Linked DNA regions of Mus musculus: all the other regions are linked to region 6. Evidence: chromatin contacts called from public HiChIP or PLAC-seq, Micro-C and promoter capture Hi-C data. All regions are on one chromosome and are shown on one strand. The core of a region is the stretch at or near the end of the contact, and the rest is flanking DNA. Distances in the headings are between cores, read along the strand shown. Region 1 has its middle 40 kb from the start of Gm34730. Region 2 holds the start of Aadat (aminoadipate aminotransferase). Region 3 overlaps Gm34730 (a long non-coding RNA gene). Region 4 holds the start of 1700001D01Rik (RIKEN cDNA 1700001D01 gene). Region 5 has its middle 58 kb from the start of Gm34730. Region 6 holds the start of Hpf1 (histone PARylation factor 1).

The links. Promoter capture Hi-C pulls out the DNA fragments that hold promoters and counts their contacts. Hi-C and Micro-C count contacts between places; a contact is called where the count stands out from the background. HiChIP or PLAC-seq counts read pairs in DNA pulled down with a chosen protein or histone mark.
Region 1: a promoter capture Hi-C map of stem cell-derived epiblast-like cells shows a contact between it and region 6, with 4 times the contacts expected there. The contact joins the enhancer-like site here to the promoter of Hpf1 in region 6. A contact is called at or near these places in 6 of 39 promoter capture datasets (the 3T3-L1 cell line, embryonic stem cells, liver and 1 more) and 2 of 9 other capture datasets (embryonic stem cells and pancreatic islet).
Region 2: a contact with region 6 is called in a Micro-C map of embryonic stem cells, with 4 times the contacts expected there. The contact joins the promoter of Aadat here to the promoter of Hpf1 in region 6. A contact is called at or near these places in 15 of 39 promoter capture datasets (the 3T3-L1 cell line, 3T3-L1-derived adipocytes, cranial neural crest and 7 more), 1 of 15 datasets of contacts at CTCF or cohesin (embryonic stem cells), 9 of 484 Hi-C or Micro-C datasets (the N1E-115 cell line, brown adipocytes, cortical neurons and 3 more), 10 of 115 datasets of contacts at active chromatin or transcription factors (craniofacial prominence, embryonic basal ganglia, embryonic limb bud and 5 more) and 1 of 9 other capture datasets (embryonic stem cells).
Region 3: a contact with region 6 is called in a promoter capture Hi-C map of neural stem cells. The contact joins the enhancer-like site here to the promoter of Hpf1 in region 6. A contact is called at or near these places in 21 of 39 promoter capture datasets (3T3-L1-derived adipocytes, the C10 cell line, the HPC-7 cell line and 14 more), 5 of 484 Hi-C or Micro-C datasets (the NIH/3T3 cell line, bone marrow-derived macrophages, cortical neurons and 2 more), 16 of 115 datasets of contacts at active chromatin or transcription factors (bone marrow-derived macrophages, craniofacial prominence, embryonic fibroblasts and 8 more) and 3 of 9 other capture datasets (adipose tissue, macrophages and pancreatic islet).
Region 4: a promoter capture Hi-C map of the C10 cell line shows a contact between it and region 6, with 3 times the contacts expected there. The contact joins the promoter of 1700001D01Rik here to the promoter of Hpf1 in region 6. A contact is called at or near these places in 2 of 39 promoter capture datasets (the C10 cell line and pre-B cells).
Region 5: a contact with region 6 is called in an H3K27ac HiChIP or PLAC-seq map of epiblast stem cells. The contact joins the enhancer-like site here to the promoter of Hpf1 in region 6. A contact is called at or near these places in 5 of 39 promoter capture datasets (the 3T3-L1 cell line, 3T3-L1-derived adipocytes, hippocampal neurons and 2 more) and 1 of 115 datasets of contacts at active chromatin or transcription factors (epiblast stem cells).

Annotation. Positions count from the first base shown.
Region 1 is chr8:60,589,657-60,593,333 of GRCm38.p6, reverse strand. No RefSeq gene overlaps it. Among named protein-coding and RNA genes, the nearest start is that of Gm34730, 40 kb to the left of the region's middle. Within about 2 kb of position 1,808, at least 5 of the 459 cell types and tissues checked have an H3K27ac peak or open chromatin away from gene starts, as enhancers often do. A contact at or near this core is called in stem cell-derived epiblast-like cells, where this site is marked.
Region 2 is chr8:60,504,187-60,508,273 of GRCm38.p6, reverse strand. It overlaps Aadat (aminoadipate aminotransferase), which reads right to left and starts at 2,150. Exons shown (of 13, transcript NM_011834.2): 1 at 1,995-2,150; 2 at 1,017-1,185. The coding sequence starts at 2,061.
Region 3 is chr8:60,615,396-60,619,400 of GRCm38.p6, reverse strand. It overlaps Gm34730 (a long non-coding RNA gene), which reads left to right. Exons shown (of 3, transcript XR_379010.3): 3 at 367-2,987. Among named protein-coding and RNA genes, the nearest start is that of Gm34730, 14 kb to the left of the region's middle. Within about 2 kb of position 2,295, at least 6 of the 459 cell types and tissues checked have an H3K27ac peak or open chromatin away from gene starts, as enhancers often do. A contact at or near this core is called in embryonic fibroblasts, neural stem cells and tail fibroblasts, where this site is marked.
Region 4 is chr8:61,287,052-61,290,713 of GRCm38.p6, reverse strand. It overlaps 1700001D01Rik (RIKEN cDNA 1700001D01 gene), which reads left to right and starts at 1,842. Exons shown (of 5, transcript NR_045475.1): 1 at 1,842-1,970. All of the region lies in intron 2 of Sh3rf1 (SH3 domain containing ring finger 1), which reads right to left.
Region 5 is chr8:60,571,480-60,575,461 of GRCm38.p6, reverse strand. No RefSeq gene overlaps it. Among named protein-coding and RNA genes, the nearest start is that of Gm34730, 58 kb to the left of the region's middle. Within about 2 kb of position 1,776, at least 3 of the 459 cell types and tissues checked have an H3K27ac peak or open chromatin away from gene starts, as enhancers often do. A contact at or near this core is called in epiblast stem cells, where this site is marked.
Region 6 is chr8:60,889,054-60,892,601 of GRCm38.p6, reverse strand. It overlaps Hpf1 (histone PARylation factor 1), which reads right to left and starts at 2,174. Exons shown (of 8, transcript NM_028299.3): 1 at 2,066-2,174. The coding sequence starts at 2,113.

The DNA of each region.
Region 1 (3,677 bases), core at 559-3,058, 300 kb after region 6:
AAAAGTAGGAGGGGGCTGAATCTCCTTTTTATGCAACAGGGGAAGGCTATGTGCAGCCCTCAAAAAAGAATGTTGTTTTTATGTTGACCACTCTGGAGTAAAGAGTTGATGGCCAAAGGGCCTGGCCAAGAGAAAAAGAGAAAGAGAAAAGGCACAAATCTGGCTCGAATCATGGCTCACAGGTTCCCATGGCTGACCACCCTGATATCCACCCTGCTGGGCCCTCTGCTCATTTTCCCTCTGCTCCTTGACTTTTGCTCCTGCATTCTAAACAAATCAGTGTAGTTTATGAAAGAAGGACTTGGGACTATTCAACTTATGGTAATAAAAAGTCACTACCAGTCTCTCCATAACAAAGCCTGTGAGCTTCAGGAAGTCCCATGACAGGGCCTTCTAGTTACCAGAGAAAGGGGGAAATGAGTGGCCAAATTTAGGGGGTTCACACTCTATGTTAGAAAACCTGACTTAAGTTTAAATTCAAGTAAAGTACTAGGCCAGTACCTGACTTCAGTTTCCAAGTTACCCCTCAACAAAACCTGAGCCTAGATTCAGTTTCCAGGTTATTTTCCCTTAACAAATCCACCCACCACCTAGCACCAGTTTCCAGGTTATTACTCAACAAATACACACCTTCAAGTTACAAACCCAACCCTTCCTAACAATCACCAATTAGGAGGGAAGCAGAAGTTAAGTTTATGGTTTGGCTCCCAGCACCAGCCAATTATGTTAAAAGCCATAGTAGCCCCTCAATTAGATGCTTTCCAGGCTAGAAACCCTAACCCCTTGCTTGTCATTTCCTATAAAACCTTATACTGATGAGTGTTCAAGGCTTTACTCCACTGGAACCATCCTGTGGGTCAAGCCCAAGCTTGAGCTTATGAATAAAGACCTTTGTGTGATTGCATTGGATCAGCTCCTGATTGGTCCTTTGAGGTTCTTGAACACTTACTTGGTACTACATTTTGATTTGAAAATATTTCCCATTGTCTAGCGCTGGGCTTGCTCTTTAGTCCAGAAGAGCCTTGTGGGATGCTACGTTCTCCAGTCGAGTCACCTGGACAAGCCGAAAGGCTTAAAAGTCACTCATGAGGCAAAAGAGTTTCAAGCAAGCTCTCCTCCTGGAGTCTAGCGTTCTCTACCCATACATTAATTTTTCATTCCCGCGTTCCATTTCTGCGTTAGTCTAGTGTATAGATCCACATGCTCTCTTTCAGTATTTTCCTATTATAAGTGCCTTTTAAAATTGAATTCCGACATGGCTAAAGCCTTCCGCCAGTATTCCAACAGTCCTAGAACGTCCTTGAGCAAGAAAATGGGCTTGGAATTCAATAAGAGCGTTGCCTATTCAGTGACATTCAGAATAGCCTCTGGTACTACACTATCACTTAGAATAAAAGCCAAGTCACGCCCTTTCCGGTCCGAGCAGCACCAGGGTAGCTAGGGCGCAGAGTCGGCTGACTCCCGCCAGCTACCCACAACACCTGCCACGGGATCTTAAGACTTCTGGTAAGTGGAACACAGCATCTGCTCCAATCCAATCGTGCGGGACCTGAGACTGCATTAGTTAGGGAAGCAGAAAACCCGGCCTGAGTAGGGGCACAAGCCCCTTCCGGTCCGAGCAGCACCGGGGTAGCTAGGGCACAGAGTCGGCTGACACCTGCCAGCTACCCACAACACCCGCCACGGGATCTTAAGACTTCTGAGGATAGGAATCTGCCCGGCGTGGGAGCACTTTGCCTAAGCATTGGCAGCAGACATCTCAGTTCCGGGACCCTGCCGAGTGTATCCTGCACAGGCAGCTGGCTATTTTCCCGGCCAGAGGATAGGGATCTGCCCGGTGCAGAAGTGCTTTGCCTGAGCATCAGCAGCAGACATCTTGGTTCCGAAATCAAGACCACTCACCATCATCAGAACGCAGCACTCCCACCCCACCTAGTCCTGGGCACCCCAACACAACCAAAAAGCTAGACCCGGATTTAAAAGCATATCTCATGATGATGGTATAGGACATCAAGAAGGACTTTAATAACTCACTTAAAGAAATAAATGAGAACACTGCTAAACAGTTACAAGTCCTTAAAAAACAAAAACAAAAACAGTAAAACACAACCAAACAGGTAGAAGTCCTTAAAGAAAAACAGGAAAACACATCCAAAAAGGTGATAGAAATGAACAAAACCATACTAGACCTAAAAAGGGAAGTAGACACAATAAAGAAAAGCCAAAGTGAGGCAACACTGGAGATAGAAACCCTAGGAAAGAATTCTGGAACCATAGATGCGAGCATCAGCAACAGAACACAAGAGATAGTAGAGAGAATCTCAGGTGGAGAAGATTCCATAGAGAACATCAGCACAACAATCAAAGAAAATACAAAATGCAGAAGGATCCTAACTCAAAACATCCAGGAAATACAGGACACAATGAGAAGACCAAACCTACGGATAATAGGAGTTGATGAGAATGAAGATTTTCAACTTAAAGGGCCAGCAAATATATTCAACAAAATTATAGAAGAAAACTTCCCAAACCTAAAGAATGACATGCCCATGAACATACAGGAAGCCTACAGAACTCCAAATAGACTGGACCAGAAAAGAAATTCCTCCCTACACATAATAATCAGAACAACAAATGCACTAAATAAAGAAAGAATATTAAAAGCAGTAAGGGAGAAAGGTCAAGTAACATATAAAGGCAGGCCTATCAGAATTACACCAGACTTTTCACCAGAGACAATGAAAGCCAGAAGAGCCTGGGCAGATGTTATACAGACACTAAGAGAACACAAATGCCAGCCCAGGCTACTATGCCCGGCCAAACTCTCAATTACCATAGATGGAGAAACCAAAGTATTCCACGACAAAACCAAATTCACACATTATATTTCCACGAATCCAGCCCTTCAAAGGATAATAACAGAAAAAAAAAATACAAGGACGGAAACCACGCCCTAGAAAAAGCAAGAAAGTAATCTGTCAACAAACCAAAAAGAAGACTGCCACAAGAACAGAATGCCAACTCTAACGACAAAAATAATAGGAAGCAACATTTACTTTTCCTTAATATCTCTTAATATCAATGGACTCAATTCCCCAATAAAATAGATTAACAGACTGGCTACACAAACAGGACCCAACATTCTGCTGCTTACAGGAAACCCATCTCAGGGAAAAAGACAGACACTACCTCAGAGTGAAAGGCTGGAAAACAATTTTCCAAGCAAATGGTCTGAAGAAACAAGCTGGAGTAATTCTAATTACTCCATTCTAATATCAAATAAAATCGACTTCCAACCCAAAGTTATAAAAAAGACAAGGAGGGACACTTCATACTCATCAAAGGTAAAATCCTCTAAGGGGAACTCTCAATTCTGAATATCTATGCTCCAAATGCAAGGGCAGCCACATTCATTAAAGACACCTTAGTAAAGCTCAAAGCACACATTGCACCTCACACAATAATAGTGGGAGACTTCAACACACCACTTTCATCAATGTACAGATCGTGGAAATAGAAACTAAACAGGGACATAGTGAACATAACAGAAGTTATGAAACAAATGGACTTAACAGATATCTACAGAACATTTTATCCTAAAACAAAAGGATTTACCTTCTTCTCAGCACCTCACGGGACCTTCTCCAAAATTGACCATATAATTGGTCACAAAACAG
Region 2 (4,087 bases), core at 901-3,400, 380 kb after region 6:
CATGGGAAGGAGCCTGTACCCGCACTGCTTGGGAAACCAGGAAAAAAAATCAAACACAACTGGTAAAACCAAAACCAAACCCCAAACAAACAAACAAACAAACAAACAAATGATTCCTAATGATACTCTGGTATAGTCATAGCTCATTGCTGCGACCAGAGAGGCTTTTTCTAGCAGCAGATGGGAAGAGATGCAGAGACCCACAGCCAGACATTCTATATAGAGTGTAAATTGGAGTTCTCCATCAAATAAATCCCTTCCCTCAGGGCTCAGGGAATCTTGAGGAAGAGGTAAGAGTCAGAGAAGATAGAGGACACCAGGAGAACATGGGTCTCTGAATCAATTAAGTAAGGTACATAACAGAGACTGAAATAGCAAGCACAGGCCCTACCTGGGTTTGTACCAGGTCCTCTGCTTATATTATTGCTGTTAGCTTAGTATTTTTATGGGATTCCCGACTCTGAGAACGAGTGTGTTTCTGACTCTTTCGCCTGCTCTTGGGGCTGTTTCCTTCCTGTTGGGTTGCCATGTTCAACTTCAATATGACAGTTTTTGCTTCATCTTATATTTTATTTTGTCATGTTTAGTTGTTATCTCTTAGAAGCCTGTCCTTTTCTAATGAGAGACAGAAAGGGAGTGGATCCAGAGGGGAGAGGAAGTGTGTGTGTGTGTGTGTGTGTGTGTGTGTGTGTGTGTGCAGAACATCCAAGGACTGTTCTATACATTTCCTTTCTTCCCACTGTGATGCTCTTCCCACTGTTCTTTTCAGTATCATACTCAGCTCAAATGGGACTTCCTTGTAGATGTTTCTCTGGCTCTCCCAGTCACTTAAGGTTGAAAGCTCATCACTGGGGTGTGTGAAGCATTTAGTACTGATTTTGCTTTTAATATTTTAAAGTCTTCTCCCAACTTCCCCAGTCATTGTACACCCCATTAACAAAAGATCTCAGTCACATCATCAATGGCATTTAAAAATGAACCAATAGAATTCTACCGTCTATTGGTCACTTACTTACCCATAGCTTGGAGAGTATTGGAGGGCCCTTTTGATCAAGTCGTCTTCAAACCGGATGGTGCTTCCGTTTTCCACAGTGAAGGCAGCTGACTTAAAGGGGAACATGCTCGGGTTTGGAGATCCAGGAGCCAGGGAGATGAGGGTTTTTGGTGCTTTGCTCAGTATGTCCGCTATGATAAACACAAAAAGAAGAAAAAAAATGTGTCCACCGTCCTGTGGTCTGAACATTAATGTCCCTGACCAAGTCCTATACTCGACTCTAGTACTTGATATGCTATATTAAAGATGGGATTAGATCATTAAAAACTCTGCCGTCAGAAATGGAATTAGTGTTCTTACAGAAGAGACCGAGCTGCAGCGAGAAGCATCATTTATTTGGATTTGTCCTCACTGGGTACCTGATGTTGGGCATGGCAGTCTCCAGAGCCGACAGAACATTCTTGCTGTTTATTAAATTACCACTCCTCTCCTCTAGTCTGACAAAGCAGCATACTGGGCTAAGACTGAATGCTAGTCTGAAATAAATACAAAGTAAATTTTTCTAGACTTTCTCACTGGGGGAGGAATCCAAGAATGCAGATGGCGAAGAAAAATGGAGAGGGCCCCAGCAGCAGAAGGCCTTTTTCCCTGTTGCCCAATACCTGTGTGTGTCCCAACTCCACCTCTGGGTCCCATTCCCCAGTCCTTTAAGAGCCTTTCTCTACAGCTGGCTTGAAAGATGTGCCTCATGCTTGGCCCTTTGGCTCATCTCCAACACCTCAGCAAAAATACTCACTGCCTTGCCTTGCCTTCCAAGCCAAGCTCTTAGTGAACAAAAGTTAAATAACTCCTCCTTCACTAATGCTCACAGGTTGTCTTCACACTTGAATGAATGGGCACAAACCCTAGCGGTGAGCGCCAAAACAGGGCACCATGCAGAGCTTCCGCTAAGAAAACTCCACTCTTGCAGAGCAGGGAGGGCTCTGGCTTTGTTTTTCACCTGTAGTTCTGATGGGAGATGGCTTTCTGGCCAGGCTCGTTGCAGTGAGGAACCGTGAGTAATTCATGTCTCTGCTGGTCGCGTGGAGCAGGATTCAGAAAGCCAGTCACTCGGGATGCACTGTTAGCTGTCCCTGTGTAGTGCCACCCAATCTGCCTGCCTACCGGCTGCGGTAGGTGTCTGAGATCTAAATAGACCCGGGTCAGGAGGCAGAAGGGACAAAGTCCATCCACAGAGGGGCAGTGGCTGACCCGGGTGCCCTCTCCCGCCCCGCCGGCCGGCCTATGGCAGCTGACCACAGGCAGCCCAAGTCACTGGTCAGGGATGGGCTTGGAGAGACGAAAACCGCTAGGCCCTGCTGTGATGCACGATAACAACAGGGATCGGTGCCCGAATTCACATAAACGCAGCGTGGATTCTTGACCTTGCTGCTCAGAGTCTCGCAACTGCTCAGAGCCTCGCAGCACAGCTTTGCTATTGGCCAGCCCCCCAAACCCTCCCCTTCAGATCTTTGAAATGAGCCTCTGGAAGCTGATGGTATCTCAGGATCCTGGTCCTTTAGTACCCTCTGGTGGTAGTTTTATTCCATTGCAGCAGGCATTATAATAGGTGCTTAGCCTTGTTTCTCAGTATCAAGGTGTCTGTCTCTCTGTCTCTCCCTGTCTCTCTCTATCTCTCTGTCCCTTTCTGTCTCTCTTTCCCTTCCCTCTCTCACCCCCACCCCCCAAATCTTCAAGGGGACCCAGATGAATTCAGGTAACTTTACAAAGTAGAAGCCCGGTAGAGTAAGTGGGGATAGTTACTCCCAACCCCAAATTTGAAGACTAAATCTGCAGTCTCCTCGATTCTCAGCCTCTTCTCCCACTGAGTTCCAAAGCTTCCACTGTGTAAGTGCTCGGTTGAAAGTGTGTTGGGTATGGTGAAGATAAAGCGATTATCGAGTATGAAATTACCTGGTTGATGACCATACAAAGAGAAACTGTCTTAAGTTCACAGTTATTTAAAGGAGGGAGCGGTGAATGAATCGCTCAAGGAGTACTTTTGGAAGCTGAGGTGCCTGGGCCATATAGTGAGTGAATTCCAAAATTAATAAAGAACAGCTGAAAACTCAGGGTTCAAGCTTGTCCCTGGGAACAGGACATCTCATGACGTTTGAGGTGTCAGCTTTATTTGACCACTGTAGCTTAAACTAGCTGTGTCAGGCAAGGACTTTGCATCCAAGAGGATGGTCCTCGGGCTGGCAAGAGGGGCTTTGGAGTTATAACCATTCTGACTCTAAAAATAATACGTGCCACAGATAGCCTGACTTCTCAGTGTTGGAGGCCAGCCTCTTCCTGCACTCGTACACTCTGAAGACAGAGCACGAGGCATAGACTCTAAGACCATCAAATCATGAAATAAAGATTCTTTAAAAAAAAAAAAGCTTGCTGCGTTTTCTATGCAGACTTTTCTGTGTTTTAGTTAAGTTTAAATATTGTCTTGATAAAACACCATGACCAAGGCAACTTAGAAAACATTCGATTCAGTGTCCACTGTTCTGCTGGGTTAGATTCTTTGGCCATCATGGCAGGGAGCATGGCAGCAGGCAGTCATGCAGGCATGGCGCTGAAGCTGTAGCTGAGAGATTACAGTTGGATTCTCAGGAAAGAGGCAGGGAGAGATCCCTGGGAAAGATGTGGGTGCTCGAAACTTAGGAGCTTTCTCCAAGCAATATACCTCCTCCAACAAGACCCCACCTCCCCAACTTCCCAAATAGTCTTACCAACTGGGGACAACGTGTTTAAATACGAGAGCCTATGGAGACAAACCCCACTTAAACTGCCACCTCCTGGAATTAGACAGGAAAAATACCTGAGATGCTTCCTGGTTATAAGGTGAATGGTGATTCTGGCCAGGTAGGGAAACAAAGTGACCCATCAGAGAAGGTAAAAGGATGTGGGGGTATTGGTGGTTGTGGTTATAGAAATACACCACAGACCAAAACCACAGTCCAAGGGAAAGGCTGCATACTAGTCGTTCTTCCTTGTTGCTGTAACCAAATCCCGTGGGGAAGCAACTTAAAGGACCAGAGGGCCACTCTGGATTACAGTTCA
Region 3 (4,005 bases), core at 1,046-3,545, 270 kb after region 6:
ATCATGGATCTTTGTACTTCTGTCATATGATCAGGGTTATTAAGCTGGACAATTTTTCTTTGATTATTTGCTCCATGGAAAGGGTAATATGGCTGGCCAGGCAATAGTTTGGTTTTGAAAGCCCAGCCTGCTAGCAACATGGATAAAGCACACATTGCCATGTAGTATCTGAATAGATTTTATAGTGCTATAAAAGACGATGATCTGTCCCTTTCAGAGTACACATTTCACAATTAACATGGTGGGCAGGATTTTACTGCCTGGCACCCCAATCATCTCATGAAAGTGGAGATGCTAATTAAATAAGTAAAGCAAATGAGCACGGAGAAGGTACACCTTGTTGTTGTTTCTTCATTTAATTTCCAGAATCAGCGAAGTCTTCACACTGAAGAAGGAAAGTTCCAAGTTCAAGGACCAAGATTAGGATCATTCTGGAACACCTTTTTGGGTTGGCATTCAGAACTGAAAGTTTAGCTCTGTTGCACAAAGGGTACAGTGCCAGGTGATGCACTCTTTGACCAAGAAGGATAAAATGGACTAAAGAAAAGGGGCCACCTACCCATCTCAAAACTATTAACCCAGAATTGTTCCTGTCAAAAGGAAATGCAGGGACAAAGAGTGGAGCAGAGACCGAAAGAAAGGCCATCCAGAGACTGCCCCACCTGGAGATCCATCCCATATACAGACACCAAACCCAGACACTATTGCTGATGCCAAGAAGTGCTTACTGACAGGAGCCTGATATGGATGCCTCCTGGGAGGCTCTGCCAGAACCTGACCAATACAGATGCAGATGCTTGCAGCCAACCATCAGATTGAGCATGGGGAGCCCAATGGAAGAGTTAGGGGAAGGCCTGAAGGAGCTGAAGGAGTTTGCAACCCCACAGGAAGAACAATATCAACCAACCAGACCCTGACCCTCCCAGAGCTCCCAGAGACTAAACCACCAACCAAAGAGTACACATGGAGGGGGAAGGAGGGGCAAGGAGGGGGAAGTGGGTTTAAGGAGGGGAAACTGGGAAGTGGGATTACATTTGAAAAGTAAATAAATAAAATAACCAATTTAAAAAAAAAAAAGAAAGAAAGAAAGGAAGAAAGAAAAGAAGAGCCAATAGGACAGCCCAAAGTGCAGCGATGCTACCAGTAAGCCCATGATTTATAGCTGTGCTGTTCCTGCAGTAATGCCCTGTGAGCATCCCTGAGGCCAAAAATTCAGATGGAATCCTCCTCAGAGCCCACTGCCTAAGTTTTCACTGATCTTTACCATCAGTCACACTTAATATTAAATTGCCAAAGAAGATTTGCCCAGAATCTTTGACTTTCTACAACTTCCTCATAAAATACTTTTTTTTTTTTTCCTTCAAGCTGCTCTTCTAATTGATGTGTGAACACCTACGTCAGATTTCAGTGCATTTGTGAAGACAGAGGCACTGGGGGCACTTGGCGCATTTACAGTCAGTGCATCTGGGGACAAAGGCAGCATATCCTGTCTAACAGAGCACCAAACATCAGAGTATGATGTAATCCTAACTCGTGCTGCAATCTTGATTCCATGTAAGATCAGATTCCAAGAGTGGGAATTGGGATTTTCTTTTATAGGAATGTGGGGGACACAGTTCACCTTCTGAAAGTGTGGTTTCCTTGAAGAAAAATTAGCTTCCTGTAAGAGACCCAGCAAATATTTTGAGAGTAAATACTCATTTGCTATGACTGCCAAGTAGAATTTGCCATTTTAACTTTGAACAATATGCTGATGGACCTTGAAGTGTTAAGTGTATGTTGGCCTTCCTAAGAAGCACACACACACACATACACACACACACACACACACACACACACACACACGCTTCTCTAGAATAAAAAATAGTCTTAAAAAACATAAAAACACCACTTCAAGACTACGCAATATTCTGCCAGTCTCACATAAGAAGACAGATTATATTAAGTGTGTCAGTTGTAAAAAAAAAATCAATATTTAAACTGATTCTGTTTTCTACCATTCCTTAGAATTGTTTCAACCTTGTATCTTCATCTAGTATGCAGCAGGACACCCTGTTGATGGAATCAAATAATGCTTGTATACAGTGACTTGTATTTTTGAAGTTAATTGAATGGACATGTCTAGTTGGCATTGTTCATAAAATTTCAGGCTTATAGTACGATTTAATCATATTGGATGCATAGTTCTTTCTAAAACTTGAAATTTTCTTAATATCAGATTTCCCAAATTCCCACTGATCTTTTCTGCAAGACTGCCACCTGCTGGCAAAAGGTTTGTTACTTTACATAGAAAACAATTGCACAGTTTACTCAGTGTACAAGGGGATGCATTACAACTTGAAACATGTACCTAGGCTTTGGGGTTTCCTAGGTTGGTGTAAATGACCGAAACATAGATGTCCCCAAAGCCCTCACCCTACAAGGTTTTATGTGTATTCTTTCCAGTTGGCTGTTAATAGCAAGCCATGAATACATGTGTCTGAGTCTTGGGAAGACGGGCCAACTGTGGCTCAGGCTCATTCCTTTTGAATGATTGTGAAATGACTATGACTGTGGGCGAGGGGTCTCTAAGCATTGTTAAAATGTATGCATCTCTGAAGTCCTTTTGTAACTACAATTTTTCTAATGTATTGGGAATGCAGCTTTGTGCTCTGCCAGGACTGCCACCTTACTCCCCTGGCTGGCAGCAGCAGCCCCAGGACTACCCCTCACTAAGGACTTCCTCAGATCTTCATAAAGTGACACAATTTTACACTGTGATGACAGGAACTGCTTACATGTGAGCTTGCAAGTCTGCTTTAAACAATCTCCTATTTCCTTGTCTGTAGCAGGGTTAACGATTCTGTTGTAACAGGGCTAACATTTTCTAGTTGTCTTGAAGTTTAAATTAGATTTCAATATATACATGAAAACTGTTAACTTTGTTATTGGTATCTCAGGGTCAGATATGGCACCACTATCACCAGTAATTAAAAGACTGATCAAGATATGACAATGGCCTCCTCTTTTATCTACAGTGATAAATCCATGTTTACTCCCCTCCCTGACTTGAAAGTCAGGTAGATAGAATTTGAAGTTTCTTGACCCTGTATATCACTAGGATCATGATAGAGATGCCTCCTAGAGTCATCAGTATGTTTAGAGCTCCTTTAGGTTTGTTAGTGTGCTCCCTAGTCTTTGTTCATTAAGCCTAACTATGTATTTGTTAGAAAGAAAGGTGAATGATGAAGACAGTTGCATGAGCAAGAGCAAGAGCAAGAGCAAGAGCAAGAGCAAGAGCAAGAGCAAGAGCAAGAGCAAGAGCAAGAGCAAGAGCAAGAGCAAGAGCAAGAGCGGCCATTAGTTCAAGGACATGAATTTACTCTACTTAGCTTCTGTGAGAGGTGCCAGAATCCATGATCAGGAAAAAGAACCCCCTTAAGAAAGACAATTCTCTTCTACGCTAATTCCCCCAATGAGGTAACATTTTAGGTGCTATATCATATCATGACTGGATTTTTGCAGATTTTTGTTTTGTTTTGTTTTCCACTCTTGCTCGTCTCAGCTTCAAGGGCCTGAGGTTTCCCTTATTTGCCCGTATCCCTAAGAGACTTGAGTAATAGAGCTGCTGGCTGGGTCTCTGGCTACACAGAACAAACAGTGCCCATGTGTGAATTGAATTAGGTGTTCAGGATGAATGTTCATCATTTTAAAAGCAGTGTTGATCAAATCCTAGTTTCCTGGAAAGCATCCCATAAACACTTGTTTCAGTCATTGGCAAAGATTCCCAAGTTGTCAGGGTGACGTTTAACTACAGCATGATCAGTGTTTAGATTTGGAGGCATTAGACAGGGCGCACACAATTTGATACTTGTTGGGACACTTGTGCTGGGAGTGGAAGCTGGCACTCCAGCACTGCAATCTGTGCTGCCTCCTTCTGAGACCTACATCCTTGGAACTCCAGCATCAACCTCAGGTCAGGGCAGGTAGGGCATGAAGTACTTAGGAAGGAATGCTTATAATAAC
Region 4 (3,662 bases), core at 593-3,092, 400 kb before region 6:
AGCCTTCTGAGTTCCAGGATTACAGGCTTGTGCCATATATAACTTTAATATAATTTTCATGCATGTACTTTCTAAACGTAATATACAGTAAGCCACAAAATTCTCAATGGGTTTCCAAAAATAGATAATATATAGACCAAGTCCTTTAATCACAAAGCAATTAAAAAAAAAAACAATAATACAAAAAGACGTTTTAGGTTCCCATATGTTGGGAAACTGTAAATCATTTCCAAACAATCCACAAATGAAAGTAAAGGTTGTTAGAGAAATGTATGCATCAGTAGGCAGGAACCATGCTCACTGCAACACAGATAAATTGGAAACATAACAATGGACTTTGTAAAAATAGGAACAGCTAGCGTTACTGTTTTTAAACACTTTTCACACTTATACAACGGACTATAAACTTTTTACGGGACAAATAAATGATAAACACAAGCTGGCAAAGGATGGGAGAAAGAGGACGGTGATGTCAGATATCGGTGATGATCTGAAATTGAACGGTAGCTTCCCAGATGTAGAAGCATATTGTATGTTTCAAATATAACCTACATTACCATTCATGGATCTTAAGTATGACCAACATGGGATGCACTGCTCATCTGTGACCAGTTCAATGACATATCTGTGCTCCTTTTACCGACTTATGTTATTGTTTCTTATTTATTTTTCTAGCAGTGCTGGAGACCAGGCAAAAACCCTACCACTGAGCTACCCTCCCCGCACCCACTCGCTGTTTTAAAATTCTAATGCTAATGCTCTTTTTCCTTTTTCTTCCTATTCATAGACTGAGAAGATACAGTAGATCTCAGAATAGTCTAAGAATATTTACTTCATAATCCATAACGGTAGGAAAGTTACAGTTATGAAGCAGTAACAAAACAATTTTATGGTGTGTGGGGTGGGGTCGTCACAGCACGATGAACTGTATTACAGGGTCACAGCATCAGGAAGGTTGACAACCCTGGCTCTAGAGCACAGTGGACCAGAACAGCTATGAAGTCCCTGTGTGGAACACTTGGTCCTTTCAAGGTAAAATCCCACCATTAAGAGAGCAGCACAGCTGTCTTCAGCGTGTGCAAGAAAGAACCAGGCAGACAAACAAACAAATAAAAGCATCACACTTCCAAACATAAGAAAATGGTGGACTCTAATCTAGCACGTTGCCACTTCTGATGGCTGGCAGCCTGAAACATCTTTCCTGTGGAAAGCTTTAAAATATGATCAGCATTTTCTAAACAAACATTTTTGGAAAGCATTACATTTCATAAAGAGTAATGGGGATCATGAAATTGGGAACTGACGTTCTTGTTATATTTGGGTTTTTATTATCTACCCTTCCCCTCCAATTGCTACAGTTGGCCTTGGCAATTAACAAATGCCAGCCCTAACTCCTTCTGAAGTGAATCTGTTGATGGAAAGGCCAGGAAACAGTTTATCTCCACTGGGAACATTTTGAAGGAGGGATTTAACGGGGGCTGAGGCAAGGAGGATCTTTAAAAAACAATATTTGCTAAACTACAAACACACATGCACACATGGGAGTTGTTTTACTTTCAACAAGTCCTGAAAGTAGGAACAAAACCAAGAGAGTTAAAAGAATAATTTAACACTGATGTTTCGGGAATGTTGAAAGAGACCAGGCATTCAGACCTCATGTTGCTAAATTTGTTCATCTAAAACCTAAAAGACATTTTCATGACAACGATGTTGCTGTTCCTCGGTGTTCTGCTTCCTCGGGCAGCTTATTTCCTGCTCAAAGTTATAATTTTGTATTCATAATACCATAATCATTTCCATGGTAACTTCCTGTGATGTCAGAGAGAAAACACTGCTGCCTTCTCCCACAGCTCCCATCTCCCAGCTGAGCCAGTTTGTTGATTTTATTCTTTCCAAAGTGCACCAAAGCTTACTGTTCCGAGTGCTCAGGACGAGGTCTCAAGTTCAACGCTCTCCATCCATCACTGCAGGCAAGTGGGGAAAACCGAGTGGCCAGGATCCTGGTCAAAACTGCAAATGCCACTAATGGTTAAGATCAATTTGGGTTCAGGGCCCGGCTCCACTGGCTGTGAGTTACATAGTAGCCAATGTTCTCCAGGTCTGGTTTGCCCGTCTCAAAAATGAAAAGGCATCTCATAAGGTCACTGGGAGAATTCAATGAGACGATGCATATCAGATGCATACATAGCCTGGCACGGGACCAACGCCAACTCAAAGCAAACACAGTGAGGGTCCACCAGGACTTCTCTGACTCCCCAAACAAAGAGCCGGGATGGATGGTATCTCTGTCTTCACTCTGCAAAGCCTGGGGGTTGGGGGCTACTTCGTGCAAAACAGTGTCCTTCATGCTGAGACAGGACTAGCACTCGTGTCTGGACCCTAACAAGAACCGTTTCTTTACCCGATGCTTCAGTTCAGTGCTTACTAACCTCAGCAGAGATCTGGTTTCTGGCACAAGATCAACCTCGATTCTTGCCCTCTCTATTTCTCTTGTGCCCACACACCCAGGCAAATAGAGTACACATTTAGCAGCCTTAAACAGTAGGTCTCTGTGTGGAGGAGAACTCAAGCCCAGGCCGGGCAGTCCTATTTCAGTGTACCGTCTCATCTGTAGCTCCTTCTAAAGAATAAATTAAAATGAATCAAAGTCTTCAGTTTCCAGCCTGTTTATAATTATTATTTGGGTTTAAAGCATAGTCACAATTGTCTGAGCCTCTGAAAGTACAATGGAAGTAAATATCCACCTTCAGAAACCAGAGTATCCGATAATTCCATGCCTGGGTAACTGTCTGTTTCTACAAAAACAACCACAATAATAATTTCGTCTACCAACAGCATGAAACAGTTTCCAGCAAAAGGGAAGCCTAGCCCTTTTGAATCACTTAGCTGTGTTACCATCGGAAGATTTAAACTCTGCACCTCAGGTAAAGTTTGGTGAACTTCCCGTTAGAAATGCTAATGGTGCCCTCAATGAAAGGAACCTGAAACATGGACAGGTGTACACTTTCCAAGCAAAAAGACAACATAAATAAAAGGGAAATGAAACAGACTATAGTTAGATGGCAATGCTCATTCCCTTGAACTCTTTAGGGAGATGGCTCTTGAGAAGAAAGACAGAAAAGATTTCCTGAATGAATGACTGGTCCCGGTCCCGCCCCCACCCCTCTTGGAAGCAGGATCTCAGAATCTGAGCTAGCCTCAAACCCAAGTATAGTCTAGAATTTCTGATCCTCCTGCCTCCATCCCTGGGATTGCAGGTCTCTGCCACCATTTCCCTGTGTGTCACATAGGCTAGAAAAGCACTCTGCCAATGGAGCTACATCTCCAACCCTCCAGAGTTTCTTAGCGCTAGTGAAGAGATTCACTCTCCGGCAGGCTCTTCCCCTCTTCCCAGTAGAGTTCCATGACTCTATGAAATCACACACCGAGGGACACCCCACGGAAAACAGAATACAGCCCTGGTGCTCAACAGGTAGGGTTTAGGATCTGGTTGCACTGACTGAGGTCTATGACCGTGAGTGGTGGCCTTTTGCCAAGTAGGAAATTAATACTTTTGAGGCCACAGCTCTGTTGTGCAGAGAGTGGCCAGCATACTCCTGGCACACGGGAGACATTCAGAAAATACCTTCCAGTCCCCTCGCTCTAACTTACTTCACCCTGAC
Region 5 (3,982 bases), core at 527-3,026, 320 kb after region 6:
TTTTGAATTCTTAAGTTTATAGGAACAGTCTTTAAACTAGACTGAGTTCAGAGTTAGATTGAATCCAATAACTGATGAGGCCAAGTCAGCTTCAAGTAGGTACCTTTTTGATATGTTCCAACCCAATGAATCTGGGGTTCCCTCTCTTGGTCTCCAGTGTGCCTTCCTCAGCCTTGAGCAGGTTGAACAGACCTTGAGTGCTTGCCACAATGGACCTTAAGGACTCCAGGTGGAGTCAGCCTTGCTGCACCTGCAATTTCCTACAGGATTTGGAAGAATAGACTGCCCACAGAGTTTGCTTTGCAACCGAATTCAGCTGAAACAAAGGATGGGTTTTGTGGTTTTCCCTTTATAAGCTGGAGCTGCAGAATTAAACTTTGAGCCTTGATCAAAACCTAATCTTGGCTTCATCCTCCTTTCACCCCTCCCCCATCCCTTTCATTTCCAGTCCCCTTTTCAGGTAAACCCAGTTCTCCATGGCTGATGAATGGCTAAAAATGGTGTGCAATGTGGGGCCAGAAAAACTGGGTAGGGGGGACCCACTGAGAAATGCTGTCTTGGGTGGAGCTCCACAGTAAAGGAAAGTAGTAACAGAATCCTGCATGGAAAGCAACAAACAGTATTCATGTTAGCACTAGCTATTTATTTTTTGGAGGCTGTTGTTGCAGGAGATATATTGAGGAGATACAGGTTAAGCTGAAGAGGTGTTGACTCAATGCTGACTTCACCTAGGGGTGACAGTGCAATGGGACAGGGGAATTCTATATAGGCATTTGTCTGCAGCTAAGAGCTCCAGGTGAGAGGAGCAGGGTTTAAAAAACCAGATGTTAGAAAAATTCTTACCTCAAGTAGATTTATGCTGTCTATGGTTCCCAGAAGTAGGAATAAAAATATATAAATGATGAGAGAGAGAGAGAGAGAGAGAGAGAGAGAGAGAGAGAGAGAGAGAGAGAGAGAAGGTTTTAGAAAAGCAGTTGTCCCCTGTCCAGGACAAGTTAGCAAAAGTGAAGGAAAATGGATATAAGCTGTTTCAGAGCTCTCCTAGGGACAGGAAGAAATCGGGAGACATCTTGCTTCCTCTCTGGCTCCTACTGGATATATCTTTAGTTCAGGTTATATCTAGGTTCCTTTGGGACATCAAGTTTTCTTTCCTTTCTCTCTATTGTCTGTCCTTGTGCACCATTCTGTCCATGTTTGTTAATTTATGTCTGTTTTTGTTTCTTTGTTTGAATGATTGTTGTTCTATATTTCATGTTCAAAAGAAAAAATGGTTAAAACTTTATCTGCTGAATATCCACCCCTTGATTTAGTTCAACTTTTTAAAGGCAGTCTCTATTGGCTTTTGAGCCCTGCATCTGTAGTTAGGAGTCTAGCATAGCTGGAGAAGCTCTGCTAGGAGCTGATTGTCTGCAAAAACTGCTTGTAAAGGGGCAAGCAGCTTCTCAAGTTCTATGATAAGGGAACTGATAGTTGTTTCTTCTAGAAAAATCTCTGATTGTGATTATTGGGTTCAGAAGGTAACAAGGTGCACCTTTATTGAAATTATAGCTAGAAAAAATAAAAATCTTGTCTAGTCTAAACATATAAGATGTGTGTAGCCACTTTATTTTTGTTTCTGACTGGTTTTAAAAGTATAAATATATTCTGCATGTCTTGGTTATGGAGTAATGGCTTATAAGTTATTAGGTATTGTGCCCTTCCCCCAGCCTTGAGTTGTCTAAACAAGTCTCTGGCTGCTGGACCCAGGCGCCTGGCCTCACTGAATTTACACCTTCCTGCCTGAGCCTTGAGGAGCTGGCCACTTACTGAGCTTACTTTACAACTCAATCCAGTTGATACAAAGGGGTGGGTTTTGGATTTTGCCTATATAAACACAGAGCTCAAAATTAAAATTTGAGCCATGATCAGAGAACTTTGTCTTGGCTCATTATTTTTCTAGCCTGCCCATCCTATTCCATCCCCAACTCTCTGTCCAGGTGTACCTGGTTCTCCATGGCCACTGGATGGCTACAGGTGGTGCCCATATGAGGAGCTTGGACACAGGGCCACCAACTGAGGGCTGTCCTCGGTGGAGCTCCACAGAAAACAGTAAAAGTTATGTATTCTACATGGTGGTAAGCAACATACAACATTAATGTTAGTGCTATAAATTTCATCTTTTGAAGGCTGCTGATTGCAAGGGTGCAAAAGTGATACAGGCTAGACTGAGTCAGCATAGGCCCAGTGTTGATATCAGCTAGGGGTGACAGCACATTGGGATGGGAATTTTATATAGGCAATTGTCTGCAGCTTCCAAAAGGCTTCAGGCTAGAGGAGTAGGGTATAAAATAAAATAAGTAATAAACAAAACAGAACAACAACAAGATGCTAGATATACAAATGACGTGTGAGAGAGAGAGAGAGAGAGAGAGAGAGAGAGAGAGAGAGAGAGAGAGAGAAGGAAAAATGGATTTGGATTTCAGAGCTCTCCTAGGGACAGAAGGAAATCGGGAGACATCTGCTTCCTGTCTGGCCCCTACAGGAGACATCCTTAGTTGCTTACATCAAGTTCTCTTACCTCTCTGTACTGTCTGTCTTTTGTGCACCAATCTGTCCACATGTCAATTTGTGTCTGTTTTTGTTTCATTGTCTGAATGACTGTTGTTCTATGTTTCATGTTGAAAAGAAAAAAACGGTTAAAACTTTATCTGCTGGCTATCCATCTCTTGATTCAGTCTCATTTTGCACAGCAGAGGCTGGTTTAAGTTTCCCCATACACTTAGCCAGGAGTCAAGCACAGCAAGAGACGCCCTGCTGAAAAGCTGCTTTTAAAGGGGGCCAGTGGCTTGTCAAGTTCTAAGGCAAATAAGATGATAGGGTTTTTTTTTTCCCTAGAAAAATCTCTGCAATTGTGATTATTGTGTTCAGCAAATGACAAAGTGCTTTTTCTCTTGAAATTATAGCTAGAAAAAGTAAAAATTTTTTGATTGGTATAAATTTATAAGATTGGTATAGGTGCTTCATTTTGTTTCTGATTGGCTTTAAAGGTATAAATATGTTCTGCGTGTCTTGGTACTAGAGTAATGACTTATAAGTTATTGGGTATGCTTAAAAAGTTAGCTTAAAACCGGTAACTTAGGGTTGGAGTCATTTAAAACAACAACATCTGGCATGAAACAGCCCAGGAAACCAGACCTCTAAAGATACTTCTAAATTAGGATAATATTTTATGTAATTCTTATCCTAGAAACTAGACTTATAAGGGATAAGATTAAAACAATGTCTCTTTAATGAGGTATTAAAAGTTGCACTGTCATGCATTCATATAGAAGAATTGGCAGTCAAACTTTGTAACATAAAACTAGAGCTTTTGTTATTGATTTTTAAAGAGAATGGATTGTTTAAAATTGGGTTTTGCTTTCCAAAGTCATGGTTATGCTCTAATATTGTAAAAGAAACTTAAAAAATATGGTTAAATTGCCAGTGTTCCGTTGGCTGTAGCTTGCCGTTTTCAGTTTGATTGCAAGCTCAGGATTCTTAACTTGCCCACATTTTGTAATTAGAATGATTGCAAGAGTAATACAAGTTAAAAACAGCTGTGGTCAGTATGAGCTTGCTGCCCCTTTTACACAAGATTATTGGATACAGTGGTAGAAGCAAAATTTAACCCCCCAAAATTGGAAATCTCAGTAGGAATATATTTGGTATTAAACAGGCTCCTGATGAACTGTTTCAAGGAATTTGTGAATAGACTACAAAAAACAGCTAGTAAAATTTTTGGAGACCCTCAAGCAGGGTTTTCTTTTGTTACACAATTGTCTTATGAGATCACTAATGCAGTTTGCTGTGGCTATCTGGCCATACAAAGACAGACTTATCTGGATATATTCGTCTTTGTGCAGAAATTGGACCCTCATACAATCAGGGTCTGGCTATGGCTGCTGCCTTGCAGGGAACTACAGTACATGCAATGCTTTCACAGTGCAGAGGCTATAAGGAATGT
Region 6 (3,548 bases), core at 925-3,424:
AACTGGCTCAGTGCTACCAAGGCAACTTGCTTACTTTGCGTATCTGTCTTGTTTTCTAAGTACAATCTCTTTCTTTCTGGGAACTTAGATCCTTGTGGTTCTGAATCCAGGCGAAACTCGGCACATTCTACCCGCAGCAGGACCAGCGGCACCTAGTGCTGCAGAGGCTAAGGGATACAGCTCAACGCCGCCCAGTGCGCGGGAGAGCTGCCCTCAGCAAGCCAGTGCCGCTAGAGTCGGCATTTCTCACCCAGGTGTTGATAACTACATGTTCTCAGGGGTCCAACCATATGTATTGGTAACTGTCATTCCAAGCCTACACACTGTATGTACAAGTCAGGCATCGGGTAAGAATTGTTTTTGACAGCACTGTCCTTAGGAGGTTGAAATGCCAGCCAACAGGAAAATAGATAGTTACAGGGCTTTCAAACACTGGGGAACAGTAACTAAATGAAAGAAAGAGAAGTACAGTTAGACAACATGGCTCAATCTTTGTATGATGTTCAATTAAGAAAACCCCCCAAGATTAGATAGATGTGTGGTGGTTTTAAACAGAATAGCACTTATAAATTTGAGTACACCAAGGAATGGCAGTACTGGGAAGGACTAGGAACTGTGGCCTTGGTGGAGGAAGTGTGTCACTAGGGGATAGATAAGACTTTGAGGTTTCAAAAAGCCCATTCCACGCCCAGAGTCTCTCCCTTCCTGCTGCCTTCCAGTCTAGATGTAGAACTCTCTGCTTCTCCTGCAGCATACCTGCCTGCCTGCTACCACGCTTCCAGCCGTGGTGATAGTGGACCGAACCTCTAAAACTGTAATCAAGCCCCAGCTAGGCACTTTTTTTTTTTTTTAATGGTCATGGTGTCTCTTCACAGCAGTAGAATACTGACTAAGACAAGATGTACCATAAAAGCTTTTTAAGGAAACAACAAACTCTACAAGAAGGCAAGGGTAACTCCAACTTCAGGGTGATAGCCACAGTGACTAGAAGCGGCAGGAAATGCTTAGGCAAAAAGGAAAAGGCACCCAAATGGGTAGATGCAGAACTGTGGGAGTGGTTTTACATACAACGTATTTGGTCACATTGTCCCCTTCCCTAACTCCACATGACTTCAGGGACTGAATTCAAGTCATCAGTACTATTACTCTCTACGTCATCAAGCTGGACTTTGTTTAAGACAGGTCTATTGTAACCCAGGCTGGTCTTGAACTTGTAATGTAACTGAGGAGGACACTGAACTTTTGGTCTTATTGCTTCTGCCTGACAAGGCTGTTCTCTTTAAACCACATTTTTAACTTGGTGTTGTGAGAAAACACAACACAACGAGAATAATACCTATGTTCGCCATCCACTGGCCGTTAAGCCTTAGCAATCGCCTCACCCTACCCAGTTTAAAACATAGCTGGTGTCACTTTTGTTAAACGTTCGTTTCCCTGCTTAACTTCTCCCATTAGCTACTGTATGCTTAAGGAACCCATGAAATCATGTAAGAGTCCAGACTGGCCAATCTATCACTCATCTGAGAACCCGTATCCCTTACACTTCCAGGTCAGGCTACCAAAGTAGCCGGGCAGTGGTGGTTCGTGTCCTGGAGGCAGAGGCAAGAGGGTCTCTGTGATTTGGAGGCTACATATTGAGTTCTGATCTACATATCAAGTTCCAGGACAGCCGGGGCTACAACATAGAGACTGTCTTAAACAAAAGTCTTTAATAACTCCAGGGCTTGTTAATTCCAGCATTTTCTTTTACACACCTGCGTTAACCCCAAGCAAAAAAAAAAACGAAAGGTGAAATGTTTGTTCGCGTGTGCCTCGCCGCCCTGGCAGCTCCTCCAGTTTCCATCAGCTGGTTAGTAAGTGAATGAGTGAGTGAGTGAGTGAGTGAGTGAGTGAGTGAGTGAATGAATGAATGAATGAATGGTCCGTCCGCTGGCTGCAGAGCTTCGTGGGAACTGGGCTGGCGCTGGAAAGGAACGACTTCCCCGGGCCATTGCCCCGCAGGGCGGCCCTCGGCTCCTCCACGGCCCATAGCGTCCCCATACCCAGCGCATCCCGCCTCGCCTACCTGCGGTCCCGCCCCGGCCGTCCGGCGCTTCCCGCCACCGCCAACCATCCCGCAGCCGCAGCGAGCGAGCCAAGGCCCGCGCTCCTGCCGCTTCCGAGCGCCCGCTAGTGCTTCCGGGTTCAAAAGCCGCCAATCCGAGCTGCCGCTTAGCCACTCAGAGGCGCCAATTTAGAGACCAGGCTCCGCCCCCTGAGACGGAGGAGGACGCAAGGCCCGGTCCGCAGACCTGGGGTGGCCCCGCCCCCCCGAACGCAAGCACCGCCCCCTGAGCTACATCCGGGGCCCCGCCCATTGCCTAGCGCCAGCGTGCGCTAGAACCTAGACTATATGACTATTGAATTTGGGTTCTTAAGGAGCGATAAACTTCGTCCTCATATGCTCAAGAGAGATAGCTTTAAGATGCTGCCTCACTTCAGCCTTTTCGTTTTCTTTGTTTCTACTCATTTAAAGAATTAATTTTTTGCACTCCATCCCTTTCTCTCTTTTTTTTTTTTTTTTTTTTTTTTTTCCGAGACAGGGTTTCTCTGTGTAGTCCTGGCTGTCCTGACTCAGAAATCCGCCTGCCTCTGCCTCCCGAGTGCTGGGATTAAAGGCGTGCACCACCACCGCCCGGCTTCCCTTTCCCTTCCTATTGCACTATTGTCTAACACTAAGTAAACCTATCTTTTCTCTTTTCTTTACCTCCCTCCATTTCCTTCCCTTTATCTTCACATCCTCTCTCTCTCTCTTTCTCTCTCTCTCTCTCTCTCTCTCTCTCTCTCTCTCTCTCTTCTCATTTCTCTGTTCTTCATTCCTAATACAATTCGTTTTTTGTTTTTGTTTTTACAAATCTTGGCTATGCTTAGTGTAAGCCCTGTACCACGAGCAGCTGCAGCACCCCGAGCCAGTTTAAAAAGGCACACTGTCAGGCTCTACCCAGAGCTTAAAAATCAGAATCTGACTCTCAGGAAGAACACAGTTTGGAAGACACACTCCTCCACCACCTTCCCCTTCTCTTCCTTATTCACAATTTGTATACTCTCATTTTGTGGAACATATCCTTGGTTTTAAACTTATTTTATTTTTAGTTATATGAGTGTAGATTTGTAGATTTGTGTGTGTGTGTGTGTGTGTGTGTGTGTGTGTGTGTGTGTGAGCGCGTGTCCCACAGATGGCAAAAAAAAGGCATCGGATTCTCTGGAGATAGAGTTATAAGTGGCAGTGAGCCACTCGACGTGGGTGTCCTGCAAGGGCAGTGTATTACTCTTCACCACTGAGCCTTCTCCTCCGGTTTTGAGGAGCACTTCAAACCAGGGGCACAGCTGCTCCCTTGCTGTAACTGGGGCGGGAGTGAAAGAGAAAATAAAAGACCTAAAGGTCGCACTCCCTCCATCCTCCTCCTACCCCACTCATGTACTCATCTGGTACATGTTTCACACCAGCTGAAAGAATTTCAGCACACCTAACAATACTTGAAAAGACTGTGATAATATAGGCTAAAGTC